Linked DNA regions of Sus scrofa: region 2 is linked to region 1. A link is a contact called in public promoter capture Hi-C data. All regions are on one chromosome and are shown on one strand. The core of a region is the stretch at or near the end of the contact, and the rest is flanking DNA. Distances in the headings are between cores, read along the strand shown. Region 1 holds the start of SH3TC2 (SH3 domain and tetratricopeptide repeat-containing protein 2). Region 2 holds the start of AFAP1L1 (actin filament associated protein 1 like 1).

What was found. Promoter capture Hi-C pulls out the DNA fragments that hold promoters and counts their contacts.
Region 2: a contact with region 1 is called in a promoter capture Hi-C map of liver, with 4 times the contacts expected there. The contact joins the promoter of AFAP1L1 here to the promoter of SH3TC2 in region 1. A contact is called at or near these places in 1 of 5 promoter capture datasets (liver) and 1 of 2 datasets of contacts at active chromatin or transcription factors (skeletal muscle).

Annotation. Positions count from the first base shown.
Region 1 is chr2:150,244,924-150,250,932 of Sscrofa11.1, forward strand. SH3TC2 (SH3 domain and tetratricopeptide repeat-containing protein 2) reads right to left here and starts at 2,824. Exons shown (of 17, transcript XM_021084981.1): 1 at 2,612-2,824. The coding sequence starts at 2,771.
Region 2 is chr2:150,442,823-150,448,831 of Sscrofa11.1, forward strand. AFAP1L1 (actin filament associated protein 1 like 1) reads left to right here and starts at 2,324. Exons shown (of 21, transcript NM_001244817.1): 1 at 2,324-2,427. The coding sequence starts at 2,412. All of the region lies in intron 2 of LOC106509605 (a long non-coding RNA gene), which reads right to left.

The sequences.
Region 1 (6,009 bases), core at 1,574-4,073:
CAGAAATGATGCATTTACCCGAAACCCACTTCCTGCCCATGTTCAATCAAGAGTGAGGAATGTTTCTCACTATGTGTGAGCCAGTGAGAAACATCACAGGAACAGATGTTATAGGCAGAGTTCATGAGTGAGAATACAGCGTGCCTGGAGGCAGGCAGGGACAGCGTTTGTCATTATGTCACACCACAGCCACCAGCTGGGCAGCCGGGCAGGGCTCAGTGCTATCAGGCCTTCTCCTTTCTGCCTGCCTAACCCCTGAGGATGTTGGCCTAGCTGTCTACTCGCACGTAAACAGGCATCAGTGCAGCAGCCACCAAAGCAAAGGAGCACAGACTTCTACTCTGGTGGCCCCGGGAGTTAGGGGGGAAGGGATGTAGAGAGGTCCCTCCTGGCTAACAGTGAAACAGCACAGTTACTGAGGAGTTGTCAGAGGGCAGACGCTGTGCTAAATCCGTAAGAGGCAATGTCTGATTGAATCCTCACCAAAGCTTCATGCGAAAGATGCTGTCATTAGATCCATTTTACAGACGGGAAAACAGGCTCGAAGACCTCAGGGGGCTTGCCCGAGTCACACACTGTTAACTCCCTCCAGGGCGTGTCTGTCATACTTTGTTCCATTTCCCTTGGTAAACAAAGGAAGGTGGAAGGAGATAGTTTTAGCAGCTGGCCTCAGACCTGTGACATCCATGTCATGCTCCGCAGGGAAGCTCCCTGACAAGTTCAGAAAACGGTTTGGGGAAATGGCATGAAAAGGCTCACTGGAAACAATATCAGGCTGACTGAGTAGAAAAGTAAACTCAGGATGCCAGCCAGTGCGATGGCAAAAATGCGGCGAAACAATAGGATAATTGAACGATAATGTCATAGGAACTGTGAGAATGTGCTCAGCGGTTTGTTTCCTTGAAGCTCTAGAATTCTTTTACAAGACATCGTGGACTCAAACACAGGGTGTCAAACAGAAGCAGAGCTGCTCCAGCTGAAGCTGGGGGTCAGGGAACAGGGGCAGGGCTCCCTAAGATACATCCACAAGCTGATTTGGCAGCTCGCTCATTTTCTAGATGAGCAGCGGCAGGCCTTGAGTGTGTGATGTGCCGTGGTCACAGAGCTATGATTAATGCGCCTCGTCTTATTTATCGTGCTTAATTGTGTGCCAGGTTGTTTTAAGTGTTTCACATGTAGACTTAATCTCCACCACAACCGTACGAGAAAGGCATAACGGTATCAAATCTACAGGTGACGAAGCTGAAGTACAGAGAGGTTAAATACAGTGCTCAAGTCCAATCAAAGAACCAAGATTGAACCCAGAGGCTCTGATCTCAAAGGCCAGGTGTTTAAGCACGAAGATGCCTGCCTGACAGGAGGTAGACTGAGTCACATCTAGAACCCGGGTCCCTGCCTTACAGACGCGTGATCCTTCAAGGTTCCGCAGCCTCTGTACATCTGCTCCCGTGGGCACGGTGACACAGATACACAGGGAGGGCCTCAGAAGTGTGTGCCTCTTAGAAAGAGAAACAAAACATTTTCCAGCTGAAGGTCCGTGGCTTCTGGGTCAAGGGTGTTATTTGGGGGGTATTTTTACTTTTATTTTTAAGTCCAGGGGGGCTTTAGTCTGGGAGCCTCTCTCTGCAGGAGGTGCCAGGGTGCCTAGGCTGGGACTTCAAGCTGAGGAAGCAAACGTGGCTGCTTCAGGTCCCTTTAGGAAACGCCTGGTGACGTCCACGTTGTCGAGCCCCTGTCACAAGACCTCATAAGGGGAAGCCATCTAGCAGAGGCTGGGGTTCCCCTGGGCTCCCCCTCTAAGGAAGACACCAAATTCTAACAAGGCTGGCAGTGATGACCCGTTGCGAAGGGTCTTCTGCCTCCCAAACAAGCCCTCCTCCACTCCCCTCCTCCCCCAGAGCCCGCCCGCATGCTGGCGGCCACAGGCCTCACCTGGGTCTTGCTCTGAAAAGACAAGGGGCAGGTGACCGGCAACCTGCTTGCCTGCGCCTGTCCCGGTGTGAGCCCTGCCGGTGCCCTGGGAAAGCCCTGGGTCCCGGGCAGATCAGCAGGGTTGGTCACCTCATGTTAAGTCTCAGGTGACCTGACACTTTGTGAGAGCAACAACTCTGACCTCACGCTGACGTACTAAAATTTAAAACAAAACAAAAGATCACACTGTGGCAGGTAGGAGGCAGGAAACTGCCTGTTTTTCTCCAGTAACAGTAATCCTGACAAAAATACGGCTGAGTGACTGAGGCCAAGTTTATGACCACTCCTGGGCCTCAGAGGAATTCACTGCCTGAGCTTCCTTCCTGACCAGGGAATCTTGGGAAGAAAGGCAGGAAGGGCTTAGTCACCCCCTGGGAGTGGCAGCCGAGAGCAGCATTCTCTCCCCTCCTAGAGCAGCTCAAAGCCTCTTTCTTCAGGGAAAGTAGGGATTCCCCAGGCTTCGACCCCTTTCACGAAGCCAGAACGACACCAGCTATAGGAGGCAGGGAGGAGAGAAAGCCCCAGAGCGCGGCCACCTCCCATCTTTGGAAGAGCAGCTTCTTCAACCAGCAGATCCCTAAAGCGTCGCTGGCCCATGGCCTCAGCCAAGCCACAGGCCAGGGCCCCCCAGGAAACTCACCTAGGCCCCAGGACGGACTCGGCTCCCCGGGGATGCAGAAGCAGCCACCCATGTGTGCACCATCCTCCCAGGGCCAAGGCCCCTGGGAACACCAGCCTAAGAGCACTGGGAGGGGACAGCCTCCCAGCGGTGTCCCTCCTCTGCCTCCTCCCTGGCACATGAGGCCCGAGTCCCACTCAGGCACAATGCAGCCTTTGATGGTCTTGGCGGCAGCAGGAGGCCCAGGGAGGATGGGAGGGGCAGCCCGGCCCTCAGGCCCTGGAGTCCTTGCACTGCCAGGCCTCAGAAGGGAGCAGAGCCCACCCGCCTCTCTGCAGATGGCATCATGCCTATCAGCCTGTGGCACATTCCTCACATTCTGGGAGTGAGATACACAGTTTGGTTCCTGGGGGGGAGGGGAGGGACTGTGGTGAGGAGGCCAGAGAGCATCCCAAGATCCAAGGCTGCTGTTCTTGCTCCCTCCGTGGCCGGCTTGGCCCACGGGGAGGCCCCCCACCTCCCTTGGCTCTCGGGGTGGAGGCGGAGCTGTGCACGCAGCGTCTCCCCTCACCCCCAGCAGCCTGGATGAGCCAGCCCCCAGCCCTGCCTCCCTCAGTCGTGGGCAGAAGGAAGCTGGGAAGTTCCCGAGGGGGCCCAGCATCTTTCAGGTGAGAGGATGGAGGACCAGGAAGGTTGAGGTTACAAATACTTAGAAAAAGTGGGTCCCACCAGACCAAACTCTTCCGCTCTGGGTAAGGAGAGGGCAGAGGATGCTCTTGACAGGGTGACTAAATTTCAGAAAGCTTCCCACGTCTCCTAAAGGAGACGGAAAACACTTGCCGACTGCCAGCGAAGTTAGAGGCCTGACTGACCCAGCAGCCACGCTCCAGGATCACTAGGCACCTAATGTTGCTTTAATGCCCCGAGCAAAGGTCAGTGGCGAGTGGGCCGCGAGAAAGCAGGGTCCTGACAGCCCGCCTGGTGGGCTGCTGGGAGGCGGGGCTGGGGTCCGTCTCACAGGCGTGCGAAGGAAGGAGGTAGTCTGGCCGAGGTTGCATTCTGGAAGGAGCGCTGGAGTGACAGCGTGGAGGACAGCCCGGGGGCCAGTCCCCCCGGAGGAGCACGAGTGTCCACTGCATCTACCACCGTTCAGCCCCAGGTGACAGGGTCTCGCCTGTGTCCCTGAGGTCTGGCTTGACTCCCGGGTGGTCCAGGCACTCATCACACTTGGCATCATTTCAGTCCTGTAACAGCTCCGTAAGACCAGCCGCGTCCTCTCTGTCTGGTAAGGGAGGAAACACGTGCAGAGGCCCCACCATTTGTGAACCTCAGATTCAGGGTTGAGCCACGTCTAGTTGATGCCACAGCCCAGGAGCTTCCGTTTTCTGATATGCAGGCTCTTTCCACAGCTCCGGTGAGGAAGGACTCGTGACCTGAGCCCTCTGGAGCTGGCCGACCGCTGACCGAGGCCCGGGGGCGGGGGGGCACAGGGGCACAGGTCTCTCTGGTCACAAAATCGTCGTGGAGGCTGCCTTCTCTGCACAGGTCTGCTTGAAGTATGCGCTTCGCATGATGTGTCCCGCGTCCTTTCCCGTCACCAGAGCGCGGTGCTTTGTGAATTAGGATGTTTCCTTGGGCCTGAGATAAACGAGCAAGGCTTCTTGAGAAGGCAGCTACTCAGCACGTCGGGAGGCACCTGAGACTCAGTGAAGAGAAAAGCTGCTCTGACTTGCACGCGGAGACGGATGCCCAGACTTAACACCTCTCCGTGAATCGGTGCAGGACATCCCTGAGCCGGAGCCTGCGGCGACAGCGGTTGGAAATCGGACCTGCACGGATTCCCGGGCCATCTCTCAGAGAGGACTCCCTGAGGCAGTTGGGTAAGACACACATTTTTGGCAAATATGAAATAAATGGGAGATAAAGATGCAAGAAGTCAGTATTATTCTGCTTATGGGTGGTTCCGATGAACTGGCAAGAGCAGAGCTTTCCCGGCAGAGGGCAGCGGGTGCCGAGGCCCCAAGACTGGACTCGCCTGGGACACGGTAAAGAGGAGCGAGGGTGCTGGGGTCCGGGGGACAGGGCCGTGTGCAGAACGAGGCCGGTGAAGCAGGGGCCAAGTTGTGTAGGACTTGGAAGGCCACCTAAAAGCCACTTTTACGCAGAGGGAGGTGGGAGCCAGTGGAGGACACGAAATTCGGGAGTCACGTGACTGACTCATGGTTTTAAAGGGTCACTCTGGCTGCTCCTTGGAAAAGAGGCTGCAGCTGTAACTCCACGTACGCAGCAATTGTAACGTCCGGGAGAGAGATGAGGGTGGCTGGAGCCAGAGTGACAGCGGTGGAGGCAGTGAGAAAGTCTTAGAGTTCTGAATGAGTAGCATATTTAAGACTATGTATGGGAGTTCCCGTCGTGGCGCAGTGGTTAACAAATCCCACCAGGAACCATGAGGTTTCGGGTTCCATCCATGGCCTCGCTCAGTGGGTTCAGGATCTGGCGTTGCCGTGAGCTGTGGTGTAGGTTGCAGACTCGGCTCGGATCCCGCGTTGCTGTGGCTCTGGTGTAGGTTGGTGGCTACAGCTCCGATTCGACCCCTAGCCTGGGAACCTCCATATGCCGCAGGAGCGGCCCTAGAAAAGGCAGAGAAGACAAAAAAAAAAAAAAAAAAAAAAAAAAAAAAAAAAAAAAAGACTATGTATGTATGTTATTCTAAGTTCTCTTAGGGAAACAAATCCAATACTGTATGTGTATGTATTTCCATTTATACAGCATGAGGAGAACACTCTCCAGTGTAAGGAGAGGCAGAGAAGCCCCGCTGGGCTTCAGGCAATGAGGGACACAGTGCACTGTTTCTCTGGTGTGAAACCAGGTATTTGACTTGTCGTGGAAACCAGACCCCCAGAATCTTAGGTACAGTTTCCAAACTTTTAAATATTCACCAACCGGAGAATTCCCATGGTGGCTCAGTGGAAATGAATCTGACACGTATCCACAAGGACATGGGTTCAATCCCTGGCCTCGCTCCGTGGGTTAAGGATCTGGTGTTGCCTTGAGCTGTGGTGTAGGTCACAGATGCGGCTTGGATCCCACATTGCTGTGGCTGTGGTGTAGGCCGGCAGCTATAACTCCAATTCGACCCCTAACCTGGGAACTTCCATGTGCTGCAGGTGCGGCTCTAAAAAGCAAAAATAAATAAATATTCATGAACTGATTCAGGAAAACTTCCACATCACGTTGGGGGCCCATGCTCGCGGTTGACAAATATCCCTACAGGCCAAGGGCAGCCAGTTTGCCACTTCAGATGAAAATTTGAATTTTTTTCTTGTGAAGTTTACACTCTAGTTAGGATAATAAGATACACACTTGGATACTACAATTCAAGGGAAGAACTGAGAAATCATGGGTAGACTCGTGGCCCC
Region 2 (6,009 bases), core at 1,074-3,573, 200 kb after region 1:
ACCCCCAAACGGCCGCCCCAATCATCGCGTTCGGGTGCCCAACGGCAACCCAGCCGCGGTAACTGTAGTCAACAGTGCCACCTTGTGGACGTTGTGGGTGGTGATTAAACCAGAGCACCTGGGCGCCTTCGCCGCAACTTCCTGCTGTCAACCTTGGAACCGAGCGAAGACTGCGTTCCACGGTTTTACGTCTCTCCCGGACCACAGCGCAGTTGATTCCATTCCATCAGTTACTCCGTAGTACATACGCATTTCCCTTAGCTCCTCTGATTTTATGTTCCGACTCTCTGAGAAACCTCCAAAGACTTTCCAAGCTTCTGAAAGTCCTAAAAACCGACCGAAACCTCCATCTGCTCTTGCAGTACTTACGCACCATTTATCTTAAAACGCTATTTCAAAGGGAATATTAGGTCTTTTAAAGCACTAATGGGCCGGCCTCAGAACTTGACTACAATTTATGGCCTTGTTTCCAAGTGCTTCAGAATTCAAACCGTGAACTTTTGGAAGTGGATCCGCTTGTAAATTGTGGGTTGTCTGCTTTAGAATTTAAACTGACCTTTCCAAATTGGAAAAGTGGGCAGGAACAAAGAGGAACTTGGAAAATAATAATGGCTCCCATGTTTAGAGCTATTTTTGGTTCACAAAGTGGGTTTGAACCATCTTTTTATTTGCCCTCCCAAGAGCCTTGTGGGGTCAGGATGAGGTTTCCCACAGCACAGATGAGCAAGCAAACCTCACAGGCGTAAAATTATACACTTCGTAAGCAGGAGAGCAAGAGCTCACACACAAGTTTTCAGACTCCAATCCCACCGTTTTTTCATGACACCGTTTTTCCTCTGGGCTCACACACAGACATGCTCAACAAACTCCCTGTGCAATCTGGCAAAGCCGGGGTCACTCTCAACCTGCCTAATCCAAGCTATTGGAGGAACTACTCCTGGTCCGAGAGGAGGCAGGATGCTCTACCCAGGCCCTTCCTGTCTCTCTGCCTTTGCACCACGTGGTCCCACTGCCAGACGTTCGGGGCACAGGAGGGGCCCGGCCAGCGCTGCAGACTGGGACCTGGCCTTCTTGGGGAGGAAGAGAGTCTAGAAGGAGAATGCACCTGGCCTGCACTCGGTGGCGGCTCTTACATTTAGACCTTTCCTACTGTCTGTAAGGGCCTGAGACCTGCTTCCACAGCGAGCAACTAACAGGGTGAAAGATGTTGGCTTTCTTCATACAACTTTAAACTGAAATCCCACTCCTGGCCACACTGGCCACAGCAACATTTTGCCTACATCCTGTAATTATTCTGGGAAGAGCACTTCTGCGATGGCACTGCATTTATACGCTAAAAAAGTGTTCACTTCCGTCATTTTATCACTCCGTGTTGGCATTCTTCACGTTTTTAGTACCCAGGGAACCTCAGAATTTGGATGCATCCCAGACCATGGCCAACCTTTTAGCAGTCCTCTTTTTCTCCTTTTTTCTAGGTGATTTTCAAAGATCTTTTGTTTTTGTTTTGTTGTCTTTTGTCCTTCTAGGGCCACACCCGTGGCATATGGAGGTTTCCAGGCTAGGGGTCGAATCGGAGCTACAGCTGCCGGCCTACAGCACAGCCCACAGCCACGCCAGATCCGAGCCGGGTCTGTGACCTACATCACAGCTCATGGCAACGCCGGATCCTTAACCCACGGAGCAAGGCCAGGGATCGAACCTGCAATCTCATGGTTCCCAGTGGAATTCGTTTCCACTGCGCCACGACGGGAACTCCCCAAATATCTTTATTATTGTTATCGTTACTACTTCCCTTCTCCACATCATGGACACTGAACCAGCACAGTGTGTCTGGCACGAGAAGGCGCTCCAGAAAGACATGTGGAATCGAGAAGATAAACCCACAGCCAGGAAACGGGTGGCAGCAGCATGGAAAGAGATTTTGATTCCGCTGGAGAAAAACCGTTTCTAACAGTCTGGACAATCTGAAAACTTTGGAGCGGGCTGGGCGGCGCGGTAGTCAGCCTCTCGTCACTACTGCCGTGCAAGCCAAGCTGCACACCGCCGCCGTGGTCTGGGAGAGGGACGGGACGCGCGGGCTCGAGCACTGAGCGTGTGAACCTGGGCTGGGTCCTCTGCGCCCTTGCGGCGGGGCCGAGGGCCTGAGCAAGGCAGGGCGGGGCGCGGACACGTGTGGCCGGCCGAGGGCCACCGCCGGCCACCCGGGGGCAGAGGCGGGCTCTGGGGCTATTCCGGGAGCCGGGAGCGGCTGCAGGGGCGGGGGCGCCGCGCGAGCATCCTGTCGGGGGAGGGACGCGCGGAGCGCACTCCCGCGGGGCCAGACGACAGCGCACCGCGTCCGAGGCGGCCGCGGCCCCGCCGGAGCCGCCGCGCCCTGCTCCGCGCCCTGCTCCGCGCCATCGGCGGGCGCCATGGACCGAGGCCGGGGTAAGAGGACGCGCGGCGGCCGCACTTGTTGCTGCGGAGCGGGGAGGGGAGAAGCGGGCGACCTGAGGCCGGAGAGGCGGAGGGGCGGCGGGCGGTGGGCCCGGGCGGGCGAGGAGCGATCGCGGGGGGCGGCGGGGGCGGCCGCTGTGCGTTCGTTCGGGGCTCTCGCGCCGCCGGGGCAGCTAGGGCTCTGCTCGGGAGGGACTCGCGCAGAGGCTTAGCTTCGGGCAGGAATCCACAGGATTCCGGCGGCCGGAGCTCCTCCCACCCCATCCCCCCAAGGGTGAAGCGCGCCGACAAGTCACACTCCCCAGCGAGCGAGCGCGCCCCAACCTGAGGAGCCCCCACGGCCTCGGGGACCGAGGGGCGCTGCGGGACGCGGCTCCGCGACGGGGACGCGCGCCTGGTGTCTGAGCCCCGCGCTCTTCCCGGCCGGCTGTGTAAGCCCAGCCCCCTCTTTCTCTGGGCTGGTGACAAGGTCGGACCCTGAGACCCCTTCTTGTTTGGACTTTGTTTCAGGAAATGCGGTTTGATAAAGTCTCGCAGACACGGTGAGGGCTCGTTGCAACTGCAACTGACAGGGACCGAGACGGGGCCCTCATGGGGAGCTGTGCTTAGGTAAAGACGCCACAGTGGGCAGGACGTGGGGGCAGGGTCAGAGGCTGGGAATCAGACCCCAGGGCCCTAACTCCCCAGCTGTGCAAACCCCAGCGAGATCGGTGTGGATGTATTTGGTAAACTGTTAAGTGCTGTGCCATCGTGAGAAAGGTTGTTCTTGTTCTTATTATTAATGGAAATCCCCCCCCCATAACCTTACACCCTTCTGGCATCTGCCTGTTTGCTGGGCTGAGGCCTCCAAGAGGAAAAAAGGAGTGGCCAGGGGTGTGGAAGAAATTCGGAAGGGCGGGGGAGGATGAAAGCAGTTGCTGGCGTTGGGGAAGCTCCCTGCACCGCGTCAGATAAAGTCAGAGCCCAGGCGCTCTGCTCAAGACGCGGGGGACAACTCCCCGCACACCACCTCCAGCTCGAAACGCTGCGTCTGCTCTCCTGCTGGGAGCTGGAGGCCGGGAGAAAGTGGAGGGGGCTCTGTGGGGACCGAGGCTGCGACTTGTAAAGCAGGTGTCACCTGCTAACTGACTCCTGGACAGGTTGCGCAGAGTATACACACTCGCCAGGCAGGAGAAGAGAGAAGCGGCAGCACTAACGTCCCTCTGTCCATGCCCCCCCCACACATGGTCCGTCCAAGGCCGCGGGCGCGCCCTCCAGCCCCTCATGGCCCACAAGTTGCCAAACACCCGTCGGGTCCCCAGTACAGAAGTGCGTACCGAGCCTACACCCAGAACGTGGAAAACGGGCTGTGTCCTCCTTCCAGGGACCAAGGCGACAGAGGTGGGAGTTCAAACGCGGACTTACTGACCAATTCCTCACTTAAGAAGGAAGCGTTCTTCCTTGGGAGGCAGACTCCCGAGAGTCTGTTGGAACGTTCTAGGGCCCTGACCCTCTGCCCTGCTGCAGGCTTTCTTAGCCTACTCTCCTTCTCTTTCACAGCTCCTGTCACAGCCCGCCTGTGCGTTTAGTGCCTACCTCCCCCGCCAGCATGTAAGCTTGTGGAAGGCTGGCGGGGGCCCCAGGGGTCGCTGTGCTGGCCCCCGCGCCTGGCACCCAGCAGGCGCTCTCTAACAGGGGTGGGCTGTGAACGAGGGATGGGGAACACGCCACAAGGTGATTCCCTGTTACGCTGACGTTAAAATACATGCCACTACATCCTCACAGCAGAACCATTGCTACGACCTGCCCAGGCTTCTCAAATGCAGAGGAGGTGGGCGAGACACAGGGGCCAGGGCGTCTGTCTAGATCCTCAGGTGTCTGCCCTGCAAGCACCATACAAATGCACGCAAATACAACCACGTAAGAATCAGAATGCGAAATCTGTGGGGGTCTTTAAGATAAAATGTGGAACTTGGGAGTTCCCATCGTGGCTCAGCAGAAGCGACTCGGACTAGCATCCACGAGGACGCAGGTCCAGTCCCTGGCCTCACTCGCTAAGTTAAGGATCCAACATTGCCATGAGCTGTGGTGTAGGTGGGATATGGTGTTGCTGTGGCTGTGATGTAGGCTGGTGGCTATAGCTCCGATTGGACCCCGAGCCTGGGAACCTCCATACGCAGGTGCAGCCCTAAGCGCACACACACACACACACAAAGTGAAACTTCAAAAATAAACTCCAGTGGAGACACTGTTGTGTTGCTAGCCCCGGTGGGCTGTGCCCCCTCTTCAATCGTCAGAGAAGCTTTCTGAGGCAGGAGTCTCATTTCACCCCCATCCCTACCGTGTGGGAGACGGGACCGCCACGCCCAGGATACCGGGGAGGAGACCACACTTCACTACTGAGAAGAGTAACAACTGAAATCACGAGGCTCTTACCGTGAACCGGGCAACGTGCTCGCTCTTTACCCGGCTTCCTTGGAACACGCGGCGGGACGCGGCTGAAAGCAGGGACTGGCATTACCCCCCTCTCGAGGCTGAAAGCAGGGACTGGCATTACCCCCCTCGCGGCTGAAAGCAGGGACTGGCATTACCCCCCTCTCGAGGCTGAAAGCAGGGACTGGCATTACCCCCCTCGCGGCTGAAAGCAGGGACTGGCATTACCCCCCTCGCGGCTGAAAGCAGGGACTGGCATTACCCCCCTCTCGCGGCTGAAAGCAGGGACTGGCATTACCCCCCTCGCGGCTGAAAGCAGGGACTGGCATTACCCCCCTCTTGCGGCTGAAAGCAGGGACTGGCATTACCCCCCCCCTTGCGGCTGAAAGCAGGGACTGGCATTACCCCCCCCCCCGCGGCTAAAAGCAGGGACTGGCATTACCCCTACACCGCACAGGAAGGCAGGCCTGGCAGTTTATCGGTCAGCTAGGGCAACCATAACCAAGTCCCATGGCCTGGGTGGCTCAAACAACAAATTCATTTCTTCACAGTTCAGGAAACTTGAAGTCCAAGATCAGGGTGCCCTGTGGATTGATTTCTGGCAAGGTCTCTCTTCCGGGCTTGCGGATGCTGCCTTCGCCGCCTTCGCGCAGGGCCTCCTCCGTGTGCGGGCACGGGAGACAGATGTCTGGTGTCTCTTCCTCTTCTTGGAGGGCATCGGTCCTGCAGGACGAGGGCCCACGTTTATGACCTCACGTAACTTTAATTACCTCCTTAAAGATCCTAGCTCCAAATGTAGTCACATTTGGGGTTAGGGCTTCAATGAATGGATTTAGGGCAGGGAGACAAAATTCAGTCCGTAATAGGAGGACCGGGTCCCCAGTATTAACGTGTGTGCTCACTCATCCCGTGAGAGACAGAGCTGGCTTGGAACCGACGTCCTGCTCTTCAGCTGGCTGCTGGCTGCCTCCATCGTGGCGGACGACCTCCCCAAGCCCTAGAGCAGGGCTGGGGTGCCAGCCCTTCCGACGGCAGGTCCAGGCACCGCCATTGTGCCACGACGGCTCTGCTCAGATCTTCAGTAGTAATTGCAGCATAAAAGCTCAGCATCGAAGTCCACTGACTCGAGAATGAAAACAAACCTGGGAAGTAGGATTTCTC